Regions from separate parts of the Hordeum vulgare genome. Here regions 2 and 3 are each linked to region 1. The links are chromatin contacts, called in public Hi-C maps. All regions are on one chromosome and are shown on one strand. The core of a region is the stretch at or near the end of the contact, and the rest is flanking DNA. Distances in the headings are between cores, read along the strand shown.

What was found. A called contact is a pair of places that touch in the nucleus more often than the background predicts.
Region 2: a Hi-C map of seedling shows a contact between it and region 1, with 2.0 times the contacts expected there. The contact joins the promoter of LOC123425355 here to the promoter of LOC123425357 in region 1. A contact is called at or near these places in 1 of 6 Hi-C or Micro-C datasets (seedling) and 1 of 1 datasets of contacts at active chromatin or transcription factors (embryo).
Region 3: a Hi-C map of leaf shows a contact between it and region 1, with 5 times the contacts expected there. The contact joins the promoter of LOC123425358 here to the promoter of LOC123425357 in region 1. A contact is called at or near these places in 4 of 6 Hi-C or Micro-C datasets (leaf and seedling) and 1 of 1 datasets of contacts at active chromatin or transcription factors (embryo).

The regions. Positions count from the first base shown.
Region 1 is chr2H:103,849,637-103,853,043 of MorexV3_pseudomolecules_assembly, reverse strand. LOC123425357 (alpha/beta hydrolase domain-containing protein WAV2) reads left to right here and starts at 1,853. Exons shown (of 8, transcript XM_045109044.1): 1 at 1,853-2,214. The coding sequence starts at 1,977.
Region 2 is chr2H:103,625,312-103,628,718 of MorexV3_pseudomolecules_assembly, reverse strand. It overlaps LOC123425355 (PHD finger protein ALFIN-LIKE 9-like), which reads left to right and starts at 1,498. Exons shown (of 5, transcript XM_045109040.1): 1 at 1,498-1,693; 2 at 1,858-1,890. The coding sequence starts at 1,603.
Region 3 is chr2H:104,046,124-104,049,530 of MorexV3_pseudomolecules_assembly, reverse strand. LOC123425358 (nuclear transcription factor Y subunit A-7-like) reads right to left here and starts at 1,704. Exons shown (of 8, transcript XM_045109046.1): 1 at 1,528-1,704; 2 at 1,364-1,428.

The DNA of each region.
Region 1 (3,407 bases), core at 604-3,103:
AGTCATACAACTGACAATGTTCCATCCTGGCCCTCTTTTCCATGGTCTTGCACGGACAATCCAAGGACACCCTCTATCCTCACATGCAACCGTGTAACGTAGCTTCATGTTTGAATGAACAACTTTATGTGGCCTATAATGCGTAACAGAATATTCATCCAACCACATCTTCAGTTCAAGGAATGTTTGGAACTTTGACCCCGGCAAAATAATATTCTTCCCATGTTTGTCCCGGTGAGAAGGTGGTCTAACTCCAAACAATATGCCTTCGCCTCCGTCAACCATGCCTTCGTCCGCAAGGCTAAGATCCTCGAACAATGGTGTCCGGTGATCCCGCCCTAATACCTTCGTGAAAGCTTCAACCTCCTTTGCCGTGAAACCTTCCTCATCAACTTCTTCACTGGGACCCTCATCGTCAGACTCAGATGCATAGCCACGTGAGTACGGAATAGAATGGTCCATTGTCTCTTGCAAATTATATTTGTCCAAATCACCAAGGCTGTTGTCATGAAGAACAGTACTATCATTCTCATCATCATCGTGCTCATCATTAGCCTCTAGCAATGGTTCATGTTGGATACAAGATTGTTGTGCTGAAAGAGGTTCAATGTTGGCCTCTTCGTTGATGCGTGGAGGACTAGCTTCAACAATCGGAGAGGCAACCTGGTTCAAATCCAACTGCAAGTTAGAAACATTTGTTTTGATGGCAAATAACTCTAGAGCCTTGTCTAGTGATTCGGCCACCGTATCCTTGTATGCAAGCCAACGCTGCTCGGAGCTGACACGCATGGTCTTCCAACGAATGTGCATTCCGAATCCCACATTATGCCTACCATCAAACTCAACTACATCACTAGGCTCCATCTAATTCAAATCCTTTCGAACTTGTTCCAACAATTCAGCATAGCTAGGATAGAAATCGAACACCATGTCAAGCTCATCCGAGTCCGGATCAATATTGCCTTTTAGAAATGCATCCTTGTCCACGTGATGAACATAAACACATGTCCTTCCCATCCCTAAACAACACAACATACAATATTTTTATAAGCAATCATCCAAATACTACAATATCTACTTACTAAAAATAAACCATATTTCTAACTTTCAAACATCCATAACACTAACCCTAACCCTATCCTAACCCTAACACAACCATAATGCAAACATCCAAACAACCCTAATCCTAACCCTAAAATAACCATAATGCAAACATCCAAACAACCCTAATCCTAACCCCATCATACCCCTTATCCTAACATACGAACAAATACAACAATATCATATACATCCCACATTTCATGAAAAACTATGGTTTCCTCAAATTTGCAACAAAATGACCACAAGAGATTTTGTTTAGATGAGAATGAGGGGATATGTGGGGATTACCTTAGGGGAGGGACTGGACAACAAATGCCCGGTCCAAACCTTCATATTTGGTGATTTAGAGAGGGATTTGATGAAGGGACGACTTGAACACAGTGTGGGAGAGGGATGGGGGAGGGGAATGAGGAGGGGGGGGTGGGGGAGGGGGGCTGACGCGTGGTTGGATAAGTGGCAGTGTGGCGTCTAAGCCTTTGGCGCCACACTTTACAGTGCGCGACGCCTGAGCCTTAGGCGTCGCACTGCCTGGAGGTGGGCCCTCCCTGCCAGGTGGTCGGTGCGTGTGGCGCCGACGACTTAGACGTCACACAGTATAGTATGACGCTTAGGTTTCGGACGCCACACGAAAGGGTCAGACGGATGAATTTTTTTGCGTTTGGGTTCACTTCGTGAGTTCTTACACAGGTCAGTTAATTTTTCCGTCCCTACAGGCCTAGACGCACTTGAGCTCTGGCTCGAAGCAGGCCCCGTCCCGTCCGACTAAAACCCAAATCCGGCCCCGACCGACGACGCGAGTCAAAGAGCAGCGGCGACCGCGCACATCACCACCACCACCCGCCTGACGGAGCCCTTCCTTCCCATCGGCGGCGGAGATGGTGGGGTGGCTCAAGGCGCTGGTGTACGGCGCGGGGGGCATGGCGGTGGTGGGTCTGGCGGCGCTGGTGGCGCTGCAGGAGCGCCTCGTCTACGTGCCCGTGCTCCCTGGTCTCCCGCGAGCCTACCCCATCACGCCCACGCGCCTCCGACTCATCTATGAGGACGTCTGGCTCCGCGCCGCCGACGGCGTGCGCCTCCACTCCTGGTTCCTCCGCCATTCTCCCACCTGCCGAGGCAAGTACCACCCAGTCCCCGATCCTCCCCAACCTCTCCTGGTTTGTCTGTTGGTTCCTCCCCCCGTGTCGAATATCCCATCGGTATCAGGAAGTGTTCGGGTTATTGGAGCGTCAGGTTGTGGATCTCTTCGAGGCTATACTCGAGAGATTGATTTTGACCCGAATTGTGTGGCTAGATAATGGCTTCGCTTCATCTCTTAGCTCCCTTGATCGGGACATGGGTCCGTGGATCTGGGTAGCATTTACGGCGTTCACGTAGGATATGCCCCAATATTTATGATTTTTGTGGCTGTAGGGTTTGTACTTTACTGCGGCTGCCTGCGTGGGTATGTCGTATGTTCTTAATCGATCTATAGGGTTCCTTGCTTTAATTACACAGTTCTCTGTAGTTTGGTGTATGGATTCAGGATTGATTGGCCGATCTCACAATGAGTTTCAATTGGAATTGAGTTATCAAGTTCCAGCTTCATTGTGATTTTCTAGTCAGTACTCGCTGGTGTATGTGGTACTCAGTATAGTGTATTTCTCTGATGTGCTATTGGTGTTCAATAGACTGTGGAGATGTTATGAACATATGGTAGGGTTAGGTTCCATATTTTATTCATACTTAGTTTTTTATCGTGATGTGTTTCTTTCTTGTCTTTACGTGGTTATATATTTGCATTGCATCACTACGTTCCATGGTTGTTGATTTAGTTTTCTACCGTTTATTTCTACGGGTTAGTTTTGAAAGTTGTGCAAGTTTAGAAAGTATACCCAATAAGCTTTCTGACCATATATAAAGGCATGCATGACTATATATAAGTTCATGTGAACCATGATTTGGTTCAAAGCAGGAAGAGATGGGAAATATTGGCGTAGATCTGTGGACGAGAAATATGCAATTGCCACGTGTACGTTCAAAATACTTTGGCATGTCAAACACATTTGTCTCTTCCCTTGAAAAGCGGCTTGGCGCTGCGCTGAACCTACTTTCTCCTAATCACCTTCGCCTTTTAGTCGTTGGCCCCAAATGCGTAACTGGACCAGCTGGCCAACTATCTGCAAAACTAGAATTTGCATTCATGTGCTAGTTTCCTCTAGCTAGTGGTATCTACTACAGCTGATCTTGTCAACGCATCAAATGAGATACACTTCTTCTTGTCTATATCTCATTGGCCACATCATTTGCTGGTGTATTTATTTATTAGA
Region 2 (3,407 bases), core at 249-2,748, 220 kb after region 1:
ATAGCCTTCACATGAAAGTCATATAAATGGATTTTAATGGTTATTTCCAATTATCATTCTAACATAATTGCTTTATCTAAAAGCATTGCAAAATATGCATGATTTGGCAGAATGATTAACCACACTCAAAATCATGTGGTTGAGATTCATCAGAATTACATTACTTGATTTATCAAGATACTTCCACTTGTGTTACTCAATACCTACATGTTATATGAAGAGCAATATCATAAATCACATTGCTCAGAAATTACTTATCCTCTGGATTATAGAAAGTTGAGGAAATAATTTGCAAACAAAATATTGTGATAATCCAACAGATTATACACAATCTCATGTCAATGGCATTGGTATGAGACATACTCCATATTTGCAAAGTTCAGGGGGAGTAATCTCCCAGACTATAACCTATTAACAATCATCAAATTGCATATATTGTACTCTTTTTCCCTTGATGAGTTTTTCCTAACGGTTTCTCATAAAAGGTTTTTAATGAGATAATATAAACACAAGTATCTATATATGCCATATCATTTTCTCCTTATATTTTTCACACTGGGTTTTAAAGGAGTTTTTCAATGGCATGTGAAATGCACTCTTTTCCTTTATGAGTTTTCTCTCGAAGTTTCTCATGATGGTCTTTAATGAGGCAATATCTTCTCAAAGATCATATGTTATACTTTCTATTTTCCATATCGGGGTTTTTAAAGGAAGTACTCAAGACATATTTATTGTTCTCTAAACTCAAAGATGAGTTTTCTCCTTCTACAAAGGTTTTCTCAAATGAGTTATCACGAGACAATAATCATTATATGTTGTATCATTTTCTCCTTATTTTTCCCACAGGGTTTAAAGGAGTTTTAGCAACATATCTACACTATTCTCCTCATATTTTTCCCGCAGGGTTTTTGGAGGAGACTTTAAAGATTATACAACGATTTCTCATAATGAAGATGATGAACATTCTCGAAGGCAAACACATACAAGGAGGAGTCTTTATGAACATGATATATATTATAAAGACAAGCATTGATTAGGAGGAGTGTTAGGAATTAATTAAATACATTAATTAAGGGATAATCCCTGCTATGTCGGTTGCTTTAGTTTAGCAACTGCTCCTTGTAACCGTCTTTATACTGAGATATATATACCCACATCTTCAATCAATGAGACAACGATTTCATCATTTGCTCTTCCTCTCTTCTTCTATTCTTCACGTGACGGACGCGTAGAGCGGCCCGAAGAAGAAACAAAAAAGTCGAGAAAAAACCAAAACAGGAGCGTAAAAATGCGCAAGAAGAGACGGGCGCTGACGCAACCCGCCCACAAGAAAAAGATACACGTATCCATTCGACGGATGGGCGTCCCACGGGCGGTGGGCCCCACCCGCACGGACACGTCCGCCGTGCTCTCCAATCCACTTAAGTCGCAGTCCCACCCTTGGCGTCCGCCCCTCACTCCTCTTTTAAAACCTCCCTAAAAAAAAAGAGATGCTGCCCCGAAGACGTCAAAATAAAACCACGAGCACAGTGCCCATCCCCTCCGCTCCCCCGTCCCCCCTCCCTCCCCGCGCCACTCGAATCCTCTCCTCTGCGGCTACCAATGGACGCGCAGTACAACCCCAGGACGGTGGAGGAGGTCTTCCGGGACTACAAGGGCCGCCGCAACGGCCTCGCCCGCGCGCTCACCACCGGTAGGTCGCCGCAGATTCGCTCGCCAGATTGGGTTTCTCCTTTTGGCCGCCGAAGATTCGAGCTTTCCGAATTTCGCCGCCGTTCCATGGGATTTTCACCCCGTCTGTGCTCCTCGGCTGGTCTCCTGACTGTTTTGTTTCTTGTTTCTTGTTTCACGCTGCAGATGTGGAGAATTTCTTCCGGCAATGCGACCCGGGTGAGTGAATTCTCGCGCCTGTCCGTCTGTCTGCCCTGCTGTTCTTCGCTGCTCTTTCCGTGCAGATTTTGATGTATTATTATCCTTCCGTAATCTCCGCACTTAATTAAGTACCATTTAGCGTGATTATAATTACTAATTAGAGATGAGTTTTAGTGGAGTTCCTTAGAAAATAACCGATGCGCCTCTTCATCTGAACCTGCTTAGCTGAGTGTTACCCTGAATACTGAAGAGTTAACAGACTAATCTCCACTTTATTTCGAGTCCTTCCCGCAGTTTTAGTACTTATCCATGGATCGAAGAACTAGCAATAGAATATGCACGGTGCGTGAAGCCCTCTGAATGTCGAGCAGAGGGCCTTAACTGTTGGATTTAATAACGAGTTTCCTGTGGAGGTAGACTGTGACGTGGGCCTCAGCAGTCGGATGGCCGGAAACGGATGGCTCAGATCATTCAACATGCTTGGCCGTGCTGCCCTATAGGCTGAGTGGTCAATGAATTCGTCAGTGTCACTTCCTGCTGAAAGCTTCCACCTTTGGGAGCTACTCCTTCGGCCCCCGAAATACTTATCACACAAATTGATAAAAATGGATGTATCTAAACTAAAATACATTTAGATACATCCATTCCTATGATAAGTACGTATTTCCGAATGGAGGGAGTACTTATCTTGGTAGTAGTAGAAAAGGTGGCACTGGCCGTTGGGAGCGGTGGTGGGCTGCTAGTTGGCTGGTGCGTATGTGAGTTTGGTTTATTGGGTTCAGCATTACTGGGTCCTGCTTGGTTGGTGGGGTGTGATTCTTCTGCCCTAATAATGATTGTTGCAGTTCTTGACTTTCAAGGACTGGCAGACTACAATGATAGGAGTAGGACTTGCCGTTCTTTGCTGCTTGCTGCCTACCAGTGTGTGTACAGTCCTACTGTTGCATAGGGCAAAGAACAGTGATGTTGGTTCCTTCAGTGTTTTGGTGGTGGAGGACTGCCTAGCATTGCATTCTACAGTATAATGCTTTGTAAATTTGCACCCCTAACAAAGACCTGTCATCACCCTTTCCCCCTTCTTTGTTCTTCAATGCATCTGCTGCCCTCTGTGCAGCATAGTGTGCTGGCTGGAATGGTTCCATTGCAGCTTGTAACCATTGGATTCTTCTGAGGAACTTACTATGAATATGGAGGAGACCAAGAGAGCATCCTTAATTCTCTAGCAGCCTAGGAGTGTAACACGGTGAATTGAATGGGCTTATGTATGATTCATCCGCAAAATGCTGTAGGGTTGGATCAAAATGAATCTGAATGGTGGTTAGTGCAATCATCGTGAGGTGTCATTCGGCATACATAGTGTGCCAAATACAAGAAAAATCTCAACGGGAACTTTATCCCGTTAACAGAGGAATCCAATATGTCTATTCTCCTGTAATGGACTGGTTACGTCAATCATATGGGATTTGCCTTTTTTCAGTGTGCTGACTTCCCTTCCTAAGCCCATAACACGGTTAAGTACTATCTTGATCAAATCG
Region 3 (3,407 bases), core at 455-2,954, 200 kb before region 1:
GAACAGTGACGAGTACCACCACCCTGCGCTGGCCGACGGCGTCTGGGCGCCGGATCCAGAAGGATCTGACCCGAACTCGACGACGCACGCGACCACCATGTCTTGCCCCTCTCGCAGCCGCCACACCGCGCCACAAGGACGAACCCCAGTCGTTGACGCGCTCCGCACGCCGCCGCTAGGATCCACATGCAGCGCCCCCGCACCGCGTGCTAGTCCGGCGCCTCCTCACGAACGGTCGTCCAGCGCCAGCCATGTCGCGTGAAGGGGAGAGGATCCCCGCCGCCGTCCCTGCCGGCCAGGCTTCGCCCGGCGGCGAGGATGAAGGAGGAGTGAGGGAGGACCGACGGCGGCGGCTAGGGTTACCCCCTGGTCACCCACGGGGGTGACGGGAGGGGGTTAGGGGGGGGGGGGGGGGGGCTACGGGAGGCGGCGGCTAGGGTTACGGGAGGAGGAGGCGGCTCAGTGGATCGTGAAATAGATAATTGGCAATGTCAGAATCACAAATGTTGATACAAAGCTCTAGAAAAAGAAACATTGCAACAAATAAACGGCATCCTGCCACAAGCAGTCATGCATACAATCAAGAGCTGCCTGATCCAAGGGAGCAAGCAGGAATGTCCAGCATATCTAGAAATTGGACGTATCTAGCCTAATTAGCATTATCCGAGAACCAACATAAAAAGATAAACACAACACACTACAGTGCGCTTTATTTCCAAATTTAGGTACAACACATGCGAAAAGCAATAACTTACAGTCGTCCATTTCCAATGGAATTGTCCAACATTTGAATAGAAGGTGTACTTGCTGTCAAGCAAGGCGTGTTATCTCCCATTCGGGTTCTTTCAGATTTAGGCTGAATAAACCTACCTTGAATAAACGTCCGTTTTCTTCCTAGCACTAGCTCTACTTCAGCATCAGATTGCACCTATAGCATGCAGAACACCAAAAGAAATCCTAGACTACTTTTGCTGGACGATGCTGGGTCCAAAATTCCAACCCCAGAATTCCGAGGAGTGTCTGGAATTTCCTTGAAATTTTCCCCAATCAAACCCAACAAAGGCTTAGTCAGACACAGTCCATATGAACTAGCATCTGTTTTCCTGTCACTGTCAATCGTCAGAAATCGTCACAACTCACGCAGAATCTAGCTGCATCCCAACAATTCCTGCAGAAGGAAAATCCAAACACTTCTGGGACTTCCTAGGAAACACGAGTAATACAGTGACCAAAATAAGCAGACCAACGCTCCCCCCTCAAGCAACGCCAGCCAAGAATCTCACAAAAGGGCCCCAATTTTCCGAGAGGCAGGCCACGAAACCAACCAAACGGGGGAAAAAATCACGAGGCGCAAGAAGCGTACCAAACGGGCTGCAGAGTAAGAGTACGGCATGACGGAATCAAGAACCAAGAAGCCACTCCAGGAAACTGAAACAGATGAGAACGATTTTGCCAGGGCGGTGCATGCAAGAACACGATTGGGGATTTCTAGGAGGGGGGCGGGAGAGCAGTCAGGCAGTCACTCACCTCCCCCGAATTCTCCCTTCGAGATCCTCTCCTCTGGCCCTGTCCGGTGGAATCTTCCTTGGACCGAGAAAGATTATGGGCGGAGAAGGCGAGAAGCGAAAGCGGAAGCACGAAGGATCAAGAAGACGAGGAGGGGACTGTCACTCTCCTCTAGCTGCCAAATATGCGACCTACCGTTTCTTTTCTTTTTTTTTTCTTTCTGGGAATAAATGGCCTTCTGTCCACTAGTGTCACGTCACCAACCTCAAATATTGATGGGTGCACCAAGAATTTGATGATCGCTAGTTTTTCTTTCAAAACGTTACAATGAAAGTCATGAGCATACATTCATTTCTATGAACGCACGCATATCCTATTATGAACACATTTAGGAGACTGAGTCGTCAGAAGGCCTGGAATAATAATCTAGAAAAATACGGCCATCAATGTCAAATATATGACTTGAGATTTGATGGACAACATATAGCATTGTTCTCCTAACCATTCAACAATGACGAATCTTGAAAGAAAATGAAGGAGGGACTCAATGTTAGCTGTGTGAAAAAAAACACTAACTCTCAGTTTTTAATTTAAATAGTATTAAATTTTTTATGATGAATATACCTAAATTTAGTTTTTACATTTTTAGAAGGGGGCTCAAGCCTGTTGAAGCACGCCCTTAGATTCGCCATTGCATCGAATCATAAGTTGGTTCGCAAATGATCACTAAGTTGACAATCTTTTATGTAGCATGTTGGTTTTATGGGTGTATCTTCAAGCTAAAATATACTTAATACTCTCCGTTCGAAATTACTTGTCGTAAAAACAGATGTATCTAAAACTAAAATACATCTAGATACATTCATTTCTTCCACAAATATCGAAAGGAGGAAGTATTGTGCATCGATCATGTAGATATATGAATTGTTTCCATTATTGATATGCATCTCAAATTCAAACAACGTGTCAATCTTTTAACCATTGCAATGTTTTATGTGGATTTGGAAACAATACCGAGGACGTGGTATGCCCTCTCCGAACAAAAATGTTAGAAGTGTAAATTCATATGCCTTTAGGGCATGATTGGTTTCCAGTTTAAGGTTGTCACGTCTAACTTTAATCGTGACACTATATCTTAAACATGTGTTTGATTCATTGTCATATTTGTGATTTGCCACATTTTTTAGTTATACTTTCACATGTTTGACTCAATGTTTTGTTAAATCTGATCACACTTGTGATCTGATCACACTTGTGATGGTCATTCTGTTAGCCACACTTTGCCTAAGCTTAGCTGAAACAAAAAGGCCTTTAATAATTGACTTGTGATATTTATGTATCTTCTCATCGTAGTGAATTCAAATCAAACAAAATATGGTGTTTCTAAAATAAAATTATTATACATGTTAGAGTGCTTGCGCCGTTAGCAAATTATAAGGGACAATAATTTATGGTCTCTCCTCCTTTTGATGAGACTAGCCTCATGTAGATGATCACATGGTCATCAGTTTTGATTTATTGTCGCAGTTATCAACAACTCGGGTGCGCTAGGATATCACATATCATCATGGAGACGAAAACTATTTCAGACCCCACTATTGAGCCGCTACCAATGAGAAATAAGGAGTGTCACGCGACTATTATGATGTAACCTTTTTATGTGTAAAAATCTGGAGCTATATGTGTTCTATCATGCACGGGGTGTCCAGGGGCGAAAACACCACCCCATGCGCATAGGATGCCATGTAGGTTTCGCGTCAAGACCCTCGTGCACATTGGATGTCCATGAGAGTATTGACTGGCCCATGCACACGCGGCCTGGAGATCCTGTGCACACGAGCTATATAGTTGGTTCTTGTTGAAACCCAGAGGACAGCTCGACGAAGCACAATATAGGAAAA